Regions from separate parts of the Mus musculus genome. Here region 2 is linked to region 1. Evidence: chromatin contacts called from public HiChIP or PLAC-seq data. All regions are on one chromosome and are shown on one strand. Each heading gives the region's core, a stretch centred on a gene start, on an enhancer-like site or on the middle of the called end of the contact. The rest is flanking DNA. Distances are from core to core; before and after follow the strand shown. Region 1 holds the start of Snai3 (snail family zinc finger 3). Region 2 overlaps Tcf25 (transcription factor 25 (basic helix-loop-helix)).

Region 1 (5,078 bases), core at 1,029-3,528:
GATCAAAGACCCTCTGCAGCAATCCTTGCACTCAGTGTCAGGCCAAGGGAGTGGGGAGGCTGAGCCCGCCTCCACCCTCATTCTGAGCTTTTCCTCCGGGAAGAGCAGGAGGAAGATGGACTGGTGAGGCTATCTGCAGATCACACCTCCCTTAATCAATGCACAGTTCTGAACTCCAGACACCCCGGGAAACCACAGGGAAGGAAGGTTGTGGCCCTGAGAGCGGGGCCATGACAGCTGTGTCCCCCACGGAGGCTGTGATGGGCAGTCTGCTGGACTTCTGGAGGGCAGACCCAGTCTGCTGACCCAATGCTTTCAGGATGTCATCAGTGCAAGTTATCGCGGTCCTCTGGAATGGCATACCACAGAGTGTTCCTCTGAGAGAACACCAGAAACGTATTTGGAGGCCAGAAGTCCAACATGGAGGTGTATCAGCAAGGGAAGGGGACAAGGGCTCCCTCGTTGCTAACCACTCAGGCCTTAAGCCTCTATCCCAACTCTCCCACCACCCCTGTGCACACCAAAGTCCCATTGCCCTCTTTGCTAGGACATTAATCAGTGGGTTAAGCTCTCTTGAATCTGCAACATCTGTAAAGATTTAGCATCTGAATTAAATCACACAGTTGAATACATTGAATAGACACAGTCCGACCCATGAGTGACACTATCTATTAGCTCTGGCAATATACCAGGGACCAAGGCATAAACAGACTGCATCTCCTCCTGTGGGCCGGTCGGTGGGAGCCCCCTGTGAGGAAGCAGGTGGAGTTGTTGGGTGAGTGTACCTCACTATTGTCAGGGCTGCTGGTTTTCCTGTGGCCCGCTCCATGTGCTTCTGGGGGTGGCTGAGATCTGCGTGGGGCCCTGCGTGGTTCCCAAACCTGTACTTCTGCTGAAGGAGCAACACAGCGTGCGTAGGCAACAGACAGCTTGTCTCAGCCTTTTTAGGAAAAGCCCTGAAGAGGCTTGTGTTGGCTGAGGCAAGCCTCTCTCCCGCTGGGAAGGCTTCCCACAGCCGTGGGCTTAAGAATTTTAAACCCCAGTGCTGGAGACAGCTACTACCTCTTCCCTGGGGCTGCATGAAGCCTGCTGGCCTGTAACTGTGAGTCATAGCTGAAGAATGAACTTGCACAGCAGCAAGGTGAGGGGGCTCAGAGAAGTGGGGATCTCCAATTTCCTTCACGGTAATGGCTTATGAATGTCAGAAGCCTATTGGGGCCCCGCCTCAAAGGTGGGCCCAGCACCTTTCATGAAACTGGCAGTTCCCCTCAAGCAGGCCAGATCATCCCTCTTTAAGGAGGTTAGGAGATGAGCTGGGAGAGTCAGCCCAAGGCTACGCATTGTGTGGGTGGACAGGAAGGATATGCAAGTGCAAGCCGGTTTAGGAACCATAGGCTTTTTATCTATGCCTGGAAGGGGAGAGGTTACAAAAAAGGCTACTTACAAATCCAAGGTACAGGGGAATGGGCAGCCAGCAGGAATGTGTCCTCAGATAGCCTTCCCACAGATGCCCTATTTCCACACAATTACACCATAACAAAAGAGTACTTGCAGCCACATCTGACCAGCCAGGAGTGTGGGCTAATGTTACCAGTTCTGTCGACCACAGAACTCTCAGAACCTTGCTTTTCTCCCAGAAACGGAATGACACCAGCTACCGTGCCCTGCAACCGTGAATGTGAACGCCAGGGTGACTCAGGCCCCTTCCCCCACTGTCTCCTACGCTGCCGACTCACCTTCCCTTCCCACCTCAGCCCACAGATGCCAAGGAATGTGGGGTTATAGGGTAAAGTTCAGTTCTGGCCACACAGCCCTGCTACTCAGCCACAGACAGACACACCCAGTTGGTGCTCTGTCCACCTACCCCAGAGACTGTCCCACCAGACTCTAACGTCGTAAACATCCACACGGAGAGCCTAGACAACCAGACAGGGCTGTTCCGACTCTCCTGGGCATGGATTATAAAGGATGCTGGAGAGGTTAGGGACTCTGCTCGGCCAAGTTGGCTGGCACCTGTCACCTAACCCTGAACTCTGCTCTTTCATCCAGGGCAGGTCGATGGCGAGCCCCCGCGGGGTCGGTGCGTGACCATGACGCGGGCCAGCGGAGTCCCGTGGGGCAGACACCGCCGACCACGCGGCGGGTTCCCCGCCCGCGCACCTGTCCTGGGCGTGGCTTCGCGGCCCCGCCCCGCCGTGCTCCGCGCTGGTTGGCTGAGGTGGTGCGCTATGCTAATGAGCCTGACCCTTCTCGCACCTGCCGGCCGCGCGGCCCGCCGGCGCCGCCAGACTCTGCAGTCGGTAATCCCGCTGCAGGCTCTGGCTAGACTCTGCCTGCTCTCGGGAGGGGACCATGCCGCGCTCCTTCCTGGTGAAAACGCACTCCAGTCACAGGGTCCCCAACTACGGGAAACTGGAGACACTGAGAGGTAGGGGTTGGCCGGATCTCCGCCCCCAGCTCGCAGCGCTTCGGGGCTGGAGGCAGCTGGGAAGTCCTTGGGAGCTGGGTCACACCTGCCCCAGGTGAGAGGGGAAGGGGCTAGAGTTTTCCATTTCAACAGAGGAGGAGGTTCCCCTTCTGGCTTAAGACTGGGGCTCTAAGAGGGATGTGCCCAGGGCAACTAACTTCTCTGCTTCAGAAGATTCGGGCATGCCTTGGGCTCCCCACTTGGCAAAGTTTCCTGAGCCCCAGATCTCCCCGGAGCTCTCCCTGCGGACTGCTCAGCTGAAGTCCTGAAGTCCTCTCTGTGCAGGTCTGGAAGGGTCCAAACTTAAAGTATGTCCCAGGCGCTGTATACACCCACCTAAAGAAGGTCTCACTAACCACAAGGCCAGGAAACTTGTCCTACCCGCAGATGGTGGCTGGTGAGAAAAGGCAGGACTCCCCCAGAGCATCCTGCCTCGTGGGTGGTGAGCTCATTGATAGAGCAAACAACCTCTGGTGGTCTTCGCTCTTCCCAGAAGCCTCCTTGCTCTCCTGGTGCAGTGACCAAGGAAGAGCCGACCTCCACACAACAGGCTCAGTTGTCCACCTTTACGGCTAGGTTCAGGGGCTTTAGGTCTGAGCACCTGAGAAGAGAACCCTTAATCTTCAGAGCCAGCCTGATGGTCAGAGCTACCCCCACTCAGGTGGGCAACTTCTCAGAGAAAGACCTACTAGGAAGTTGCCCAGTGCCTCGGGACACTTTGGATGTCGGGCCTCAGGCCAGCACCCCTCATATAGCCCCAGCTGGTGGGAGTTCTTGGATCAGGCCCCATCATCACCTCTGCTGCCACCAGGGGGTGCTATCTAGGACCCTGCTCTTGGGGGTGGGGGAGACATTTTTGATTCAATTTAGTGAGTCACCAACAGCAGTTCTATAACAGACGCTATTAGAGTGTGATTTTTCTTTTGGTTGGGTGGTTGGGTCTCCTTACAGAGGAGGTAGAAAGTTGTACTTATAGTGAATGTAGTTTTTTTTCCTTGTATGGAGGATAGAATCAATGCCCCACACAAGACTAGTCAAGCACTTACCACTGAGCCATGCCTCTGGCCCTAGGCCATTGTTTTAAGAGTTAAAACCTTAGATTGCACTTGGAGAGCACATACCAGCTTACTTCCTTTTTTTTTTTTTTTGGTTTTTCGAGACAGGGTTTCTCTGTGTAGCCCTGGCTGTCCTGGAACTCACTTTGTAAACCAGGCTGGCCTCGAACTCAGAAATCCACCTACCTCTGCCTCCCAAGTGCTGGGATTAAAGGCGTGCACCACCACGCCCAGCTCCCCAGCTTACCTCTTAAATGGGCAAATCAGGTCCTGCAGGGCCCTGTTTCGGACAGGAGGTTCCCAGAGTAGCCTTAATGCCCTTTAGCGGTCGCTCTTGGCTTTCCCAGGCCCCCATGGTCCCAGTGACTCTCTTCCTATTATGATGTCTCCCTAGAGTATACTGAGGTGCTGAGGCCTGGAGTTCTCCTTCCCTCCTCCGAAGGGGCTTCAGGGATTCCTCAAGCCACGGGGCATTGATACCCTCATCTCCCGGCAAACCAAAGCTGCAGAAATCACCAAAGTGCAAGACAACATAGGAAAGGCATATGCAGAAGCCATGGTCGCTCCCACCTGCATGAGGTTGCTTTCCTCTGCCTGTGGAGTGGACACAGAACGCAGTGTCTGAACCTGGCAGTACCTTGGTGGTAGAGGTGGAGACTTTCCTTCCGACAGGACCCCAGGGAAACTTCCCACGTTCTGTGGTCCAGAACTCTGCTGACAGAGTCTCTTAGCAGTCCTGCTCTCTCCTCCTTCAATCCAGAGTATGATTCCCTGGCTATATAATTAGGAGCAATATGTCTGGTAGGGAGAAAGTAATGGGATTTAACTTCCTGGTTCTCCCACAGCCTTGCCAGCACTTGTCTCTTCTTGCAAGTTCTAGCCATCCCTGAAGTAAAACATGCTACCTTGATGTGGTTTTAATTTGCATCTTTTCGGTGCCTAATGATGGATATTTCCTCGTGTGCACACTGCCCATATGCTTTTTAAATATGTTACTCTTTTTTAATTAAGAAAACTTGAGGGGTAGTGGTGGCGCACACCTTTAATCCCAGCACTGGATAGGCAGAGGCTGGCAGATTTCTGAGTTCGAGACCAGCCTGGTCTACAGAGTGAGTTCCAGGACAGCCAGGGCTGAACAGAGAAACCCTGTCTCGAAAAAACAAAAATAACAACAACAAAAACTTAATATTATTTGGGTGTAGAGACATATATCATGGGATGTGTGTGGACGTCAGAGATGACACGCACGTAGCTTTCCTCTTTCATCTTATGGGTTGGGGATATAAGACTCAGGTTGGCAGACTTGGCTGCAAGCAAGTCTACCTGCTCAGCCATCTTGCCAACCTGTGTATTGTCTTTGGAGAAAGAGAGATTCCTATAGCCCCTGTTTTTGAGGGGTAGGTGTCCCATGTATCATCCCAGGCTAACCTTGAACTCTTTGTGGCTGAGGATGACTTTCGGCTTCCGATCCTCCTGCCTCTGCCTTCCTAATTAGGATTACAGATGTGCACCGTTACACCCAGTTTGGAGAAGGAACCCGGGACACCTTGAGTCCT
Region 2 (5,078 bases), core at 1,238-3,737, 940 kb before region 1:
CATGATAGGGTGCACCCAGTGTGGGGCGCACTGCTTCTGGGACTGTTTCTGAGGACACTGGAGGAAGCTCACCCAGAGTATAACCCACTCCCTTCAGAGGGAAAACAAAAGACACGGGTGATGGCATGGTCAGCATTTCTACTCGGAACTGGTTAACTCCAACCAGAAATGAATTCGGGAACGTGACTGCACGGCTCTGGGCACAGCATCTGGACAGTTCAGTCCCAGTCCCCCTCGCCCTCAGGATTGTCCTCCCGAGGCACCTCCAGGTCGTTGAAGTGGAAGTTGGCCATCATGTCACGTACGGCCAACATCAGCCTGTTCAAGCCTTGATTGCGGTTCGGACCCCCGGCCACTCCTTCCTCCAGCCTCTCCCCCTGAACAATGAGACACAGCTAAGTGGGGATAGACTTGAGTCTGGGTAGACTTGAGATCCTGGGTTCAACGGCTGAGGCAACTTAGGCCCCAAGATTGAGCCTGTCCCCTCCCAAAGTCCCTGCCCAGAAGAAGAAGCAGCTGCTCTAGAAAGCCAGATGCGCTCACTTAGCCAAAGCCAACCTACCATGATGCTGAGCCGCCTCTCAGCCCACACCACTCACCTTAGAATAGCCACGCAACTCCAGCAGGCCAAGTCCCCACTTATAAGCATGGCACCACAGGCAGGGTACAGTCTCACCCGTTTCTGCCTCCACCCTGAGCAGGACTTGCCCATGTTAACTTGGGAGGGGAAAGACCAGCGTGCTTAATCAACATACCTCTGTGGTGTAATTTGGCAACAAGGACCGGAAGAAGAGGGCGATTGTGTTTCCGTGGCTGACTGGACTCAGCCTGAAAATTAAAAGAAAGAAAGAGAGAGAGAGAGAGAGAGAGAAAGGAAGCAAGGGAAAGGAAAGGGGAGAGAGGGAGGGAAGGAGGGAGGGAGGAGGGAAAGGGGTCAGAAAATTAAAGTTAACAGACACTGTGGGGTTCCAGCCCGGGTCAGCTGTCCCTACCCACTCTCTTAACTGCTGGGGACAGGCAGCCTTTGAGTGGAACTCAGGCTCTGGGCCCTAAACTGCACATCAGGATCTGGGGTCAGCACTGCTGACTACTAGCCTGCCCGAGGGCAACAAGGGAAGTGGGGAGGGAGCCCCAGATGCTGGCTCTTTAGGGACCTCATCTGCTGGGTCACATGGAGAGACTACAAGGTGACTACAGTATATGATGCTGGGGAAGACGGGTCAGTCACAAAAGATGACAGGAAAGGTAAGGGCAACCCTGGGAGGCCCCTGCAGGGGCCAAGCACAGCTCTATAGCACAGTGTGGTCACACTTATGTCTGGGGACCCCATGAGCATGGTAGAAGACTAGAATGGCTGGGCTATGACAGCCTGGTAGGATGTTTCTGAGCACACTGAAAATTCTCATATTAATCTAAAACTTTAACGGAAGTCTCTACTCACTACCTCCTGTCAGGGTCTAGAAGGCCTGTGGCTCTTGCCTGAGACAGACATGGGAGCAATGGACCCAGGCAGGGCAGCCGTGAAGGCTAGGAGGGAAGGGAAGAGAGCTCTTTCATGACCCAGATTCTAACGCTGCCCCATGCACACAACAGGCATGCCCACGTCAGCGCTTACCCCCCCACCCCCAAAGCCACACGACCTTCCTTCAGCACTCACTAGACCTTACACTGTGCTCTTGGGAGACAGCTTGCACATAGCAGAGGGCTAGTTGTCACCCTTTGGTTGGGGCACACCTTTCTACAAAGCAGGTGACTGTCACTTCCCAGTGTGGCACGTGCTTCTTAGACGTTTTCCCCACAGGTTCCACACAAATGTGACTGCTGCCCATCTTTGGTTCTAGGCGTGGTGTCTGCTGTCTGCTGCAGTGCACCAGGCCAGAGGTGGCTTCTTATTCTGCACTTCTCAACTTGCTACAGAACCCACAGGGAAGTGCTCAGACCTCTGGGGACTCGAGGAGCTCCGTGTCACACTGTTTCCCTACTCCCCAGTGGACTGGCCTGTCCAGCCCATGTTTGCCATTTTCCTTCTAGTCTGTAAGGGCAGCCCCAGCGAGCCCCAAAGTACCAAAGTGGGTTGTGTGGGCGTGAGGACAAAGCAGGGGCGGTACCTCTCTGGTCTGACGTAAGAGTAGATGGTGTCCAGGGGAGGCAGAGGGTCGAACCCCATCACAGACTGTGTGGTCACATCCTTAGGAGAGGACACAAAACAGATTCTGGAGCAGTGCTGGCCACCTTTGCATTCCAAAGCTTCAGCTGCTCTCACCTCAGAGCTGACCTATCTGCCGGGAGGCAGTGACAACACCTGGCAGAAGTGGCCGTTTCTGCTCCAAGAAACTTTAGGTCTGGGTGGAACAGTCTCTCCTAGAGAATAGTCTGGGGGAACATGTGACATTTTGCCCCAGTCAGTGGACATAGGGCAAAGGGCACGTTACACAGGTGGCACTATCTGTACTCATGTTGCCAATGATGGACTGTGCTGACTGCAGACCACGGTCTAGGGATGGGAGCCAGGGTCCCGCTGAGCTGCTGGTTCACCAAATGATCCACCCTTGGCCACACCTTAGAGGCCAAACACAGGGATCTGTGAGGGCAGAGCCGAGGTTCTGCTGCAGGGGCGTGTGTTACAGGGACTACTGCAGGGTTCTGTGAGGAAGACCTAGGTCTCTGTCACAGACAGTGTGACACCATGCTGGAATAGCTCACCGAGGTAGTCACATGGTGAGGAAGACCCAGAGAAACTGGCCATGGGGGCAGACGTTCTGCACCAGTTCCAACCCATACGGCACACAGGCCGACCAGTGGGTAGCTGTATTCTATGACCGGCACACATTCCACACCCCTCTTACCGAGGGTAGGGCAGCAACAGCCTCCTTGATCTCAGACAGTATCACGTGGCGGTGGATGTTTCTGGGCGCACGCTGGTACAACACTTTCCGCCTGAGGCCAGAGTAGACAACAGCAGATAAACTGGCGCCCACGGTGCAAAGTGCCAAGTCACCCATAGCCAGTCTGCAGAGCCCCGGTATGCACTGGCTTGTCTGACTTCTGGGAAAGCTTCCCTTGTCACTCTTGGGTTGAAGCTGTGCTACCAGCCCACTCACCTCACATCTGTACAGACAGCAAGTTCACAACACCCACACACTTCACAGCAACAACCATGCCCAGGACCACTGGTGGCTCCTTCAAAAGCTAAACTGAAACCTGAGGCCCAGTGTCTGCGATAAAGACCCAGGAGGGCACACGGAAGGGACTCAGGCCAGCAGGGTTCCTCCCTGAGCTAGGTTCTAGTGGACCTGCCAGGCTCAGCTCACCTGTTCTCACAGGCCTCCACAGCAGGGTCTCCAGCATCCACCGCTTGCAGAACCTCATGGACATTTTCCTCTAGCCAGCTCATAATGGCGGGTTCTTTCCAAAGAAAGTGTGACCTCCCCAGGTACAGACTCACCAGCTGGCCCAAGGCGGGAGGCTGGCTGTGAAAAGCAAGGGTTGAAGCGGACCTTTCTCAGAGCTCATGGGAGACAAAGGATATCCAGGAGAAGCCTAGTGCCTTGGAGTAAAGGCGGCGACCCCTCAGCTGCTGAGCAGGACACTCCCCCTGGCTGGAGTTACTTGAGGACTTTGTGGACAGGAATGTGAGAAAGGAAGGACACAGCTGACTGTTTCTGTTTCTGTGGAGCAGCACCAAGGGCCGGCCTACAGTTGCTGACTGGGCACCTGCAGAGGGGTGGCAACCACCACATGACACAGCTTTTTCTGTGTGTTTTTTCTTGTTTCTGAGAAATGTGACAGTCTAGAAATCTTGGAAAAGTTCATGATACTAACGGTCACGAGCCCCGCCACCTTCCTTCTCTTCCCACGTTTATGCCTCCTGGCTTCACGGCCTGCCCACAACTCTTCTAAGGAAGCATCCTGTGGGTCTCATTCTTGAGACTGGCAGCTGCTCACCTGCCCATACAAGAGAAACACCCTGCACATGGGTGTGGCTCCAGGGCCATCCTCCACTACTCTAGTTGGGCAGGCAGCCCCCAGGACAGGATCCGCTCCTCTTTTAGGGAGCAGGACCTACAGTCTCACATCTGCAGGACTCTAGGGAGCAGGACCTACAGTCTCACATCTGCAGGGCTCTAGGGAACAGGACCTACAGTCTCACATCTGCAGGGCTCTAGGGAGCAGGACCTACAGTCTCACATCTGCAGGGCTCTAGGGAGCAGGACCTACAGTCTCACATCTGCAGGGCTCTAGGGAGCAGGACCTACAGTCTCACATCTGGAGGGCTCTAGGGAGCAGGACCTACAGTCTCACATCTGCAGGGCTCTAGGGAGCAGGACCCGCAGTCTCACATCTGCAGGGCTCTGTACCTGATCTCAGCATCCGGCCCAAAGAAGCGGTGGTTTGAGACCGTGGCATCAGGTCGCACACTGCAATACTCCAGCAGTGGCATAAGAACTGCAGGGGAAGCAAAGGTTCCATGGATTGTGCAGTCCTTGTCCCAGCCTCACAGCAAAAGACAAGAGACACTGGAAGGTAGCTGTCATATATACCACAGGGTGCTGTGAAGTTAAAGGACTCATTTCTGACTACCATCACAAAATTGGTACATAGGCTGGGTCTCTCACACTAGGCGCCAACATAGCTCTAAACTCTAGGGAAGTGGATGCATGTCATCTCATCTGTATCCAAGGAATACTTCTTGTCTATCACCTTCAAGCATAGATGGCTGCACGTTTTAATCATATGAAGGCTAGACTTGAAGGCAGACTAGAGAGTGGGGTTGACTGTAGCTAACTCTGCAGGGACCAGGATCCGACGGATGACCAACTGAGCCAACCTGGCTCTCTTTGCCTGTAGTGCTGTTCACTAAGTGCTAACATCTCCGAACTGCTCTCATGCTGGTAGTCTACCAGAACACGACCCAGCCGTCCCAGCGACTTCCTGGGGACATGTTCGTGCTGCAGCGGGCTGTGAGGAAGACGTGCTTACTCTGCAGCACAGAGCACGGGCTACCAATCGATGCCCAGTTAGCTGGTCCCCGACAGAAAAAGCCCTGCAAGCGACCTCAGGCCAGATGGCAGAGGCAG

The links. HiChIP or PLAC-seq counts read pairs in DNA pulled down with a chosen protein or histone mark.
Region 2: an H3K27ac HiChIP or PLAC-seq map of double positive thymocytes shows a contact between it and region 1, with 4 times the contacts expected there. The contact joins the enhancer-like site here to the promoter of Snai3 in region 1. A contact is called at or near these places in 6 of 39 promoter capture datasets (cranial neural crest, embryonic stem cells, hippocampal neurons and 1 more) and 1 of 115 datasets of contacts at active chromatin or transcription factors (double positive thymocytes).

What each region holds. Positions count from the first base shown.
Region 1 is chr8:122,457,889-122,462,966 of GRCm38.p6, reverse strand. It overlaps Snai3 (snail family zinc finger 3), which reads left to right and starts at 2,278. Exons shown (of 3, transcript NM_013914.3): 1 at 2,278-2,428. The coding sequence starts at 2,353.
Region 2 is chr8:123,396,375-123,401,452 of GRCm38.p6, reverse strand. Tcf25 (transcription factor 25 (basic helix-loop-helix)) reads right to left here. Exons shown (of 18, transcript NM_001037878.4): 13 at 4,359-4,446; 14 at 3,312-3,470; 15 at 2,847-2,937; 16 at 2,109-2,188; 17 at 756-828; 18 at 122-377. The coding sequence ends at 219. Among named protein-coding and RNA genes, the nearest start is that of Mc1r, 8.2 kb to the left of the region's middle. Within about 2 kb of position 2,487, at least 19 of the 459 cell types and tissues checked have an H3K27ac peak or open chromatin away from gene starts, as enhancers often do. A contact at or near this core is called in double positive thymocytes, where this site is marked.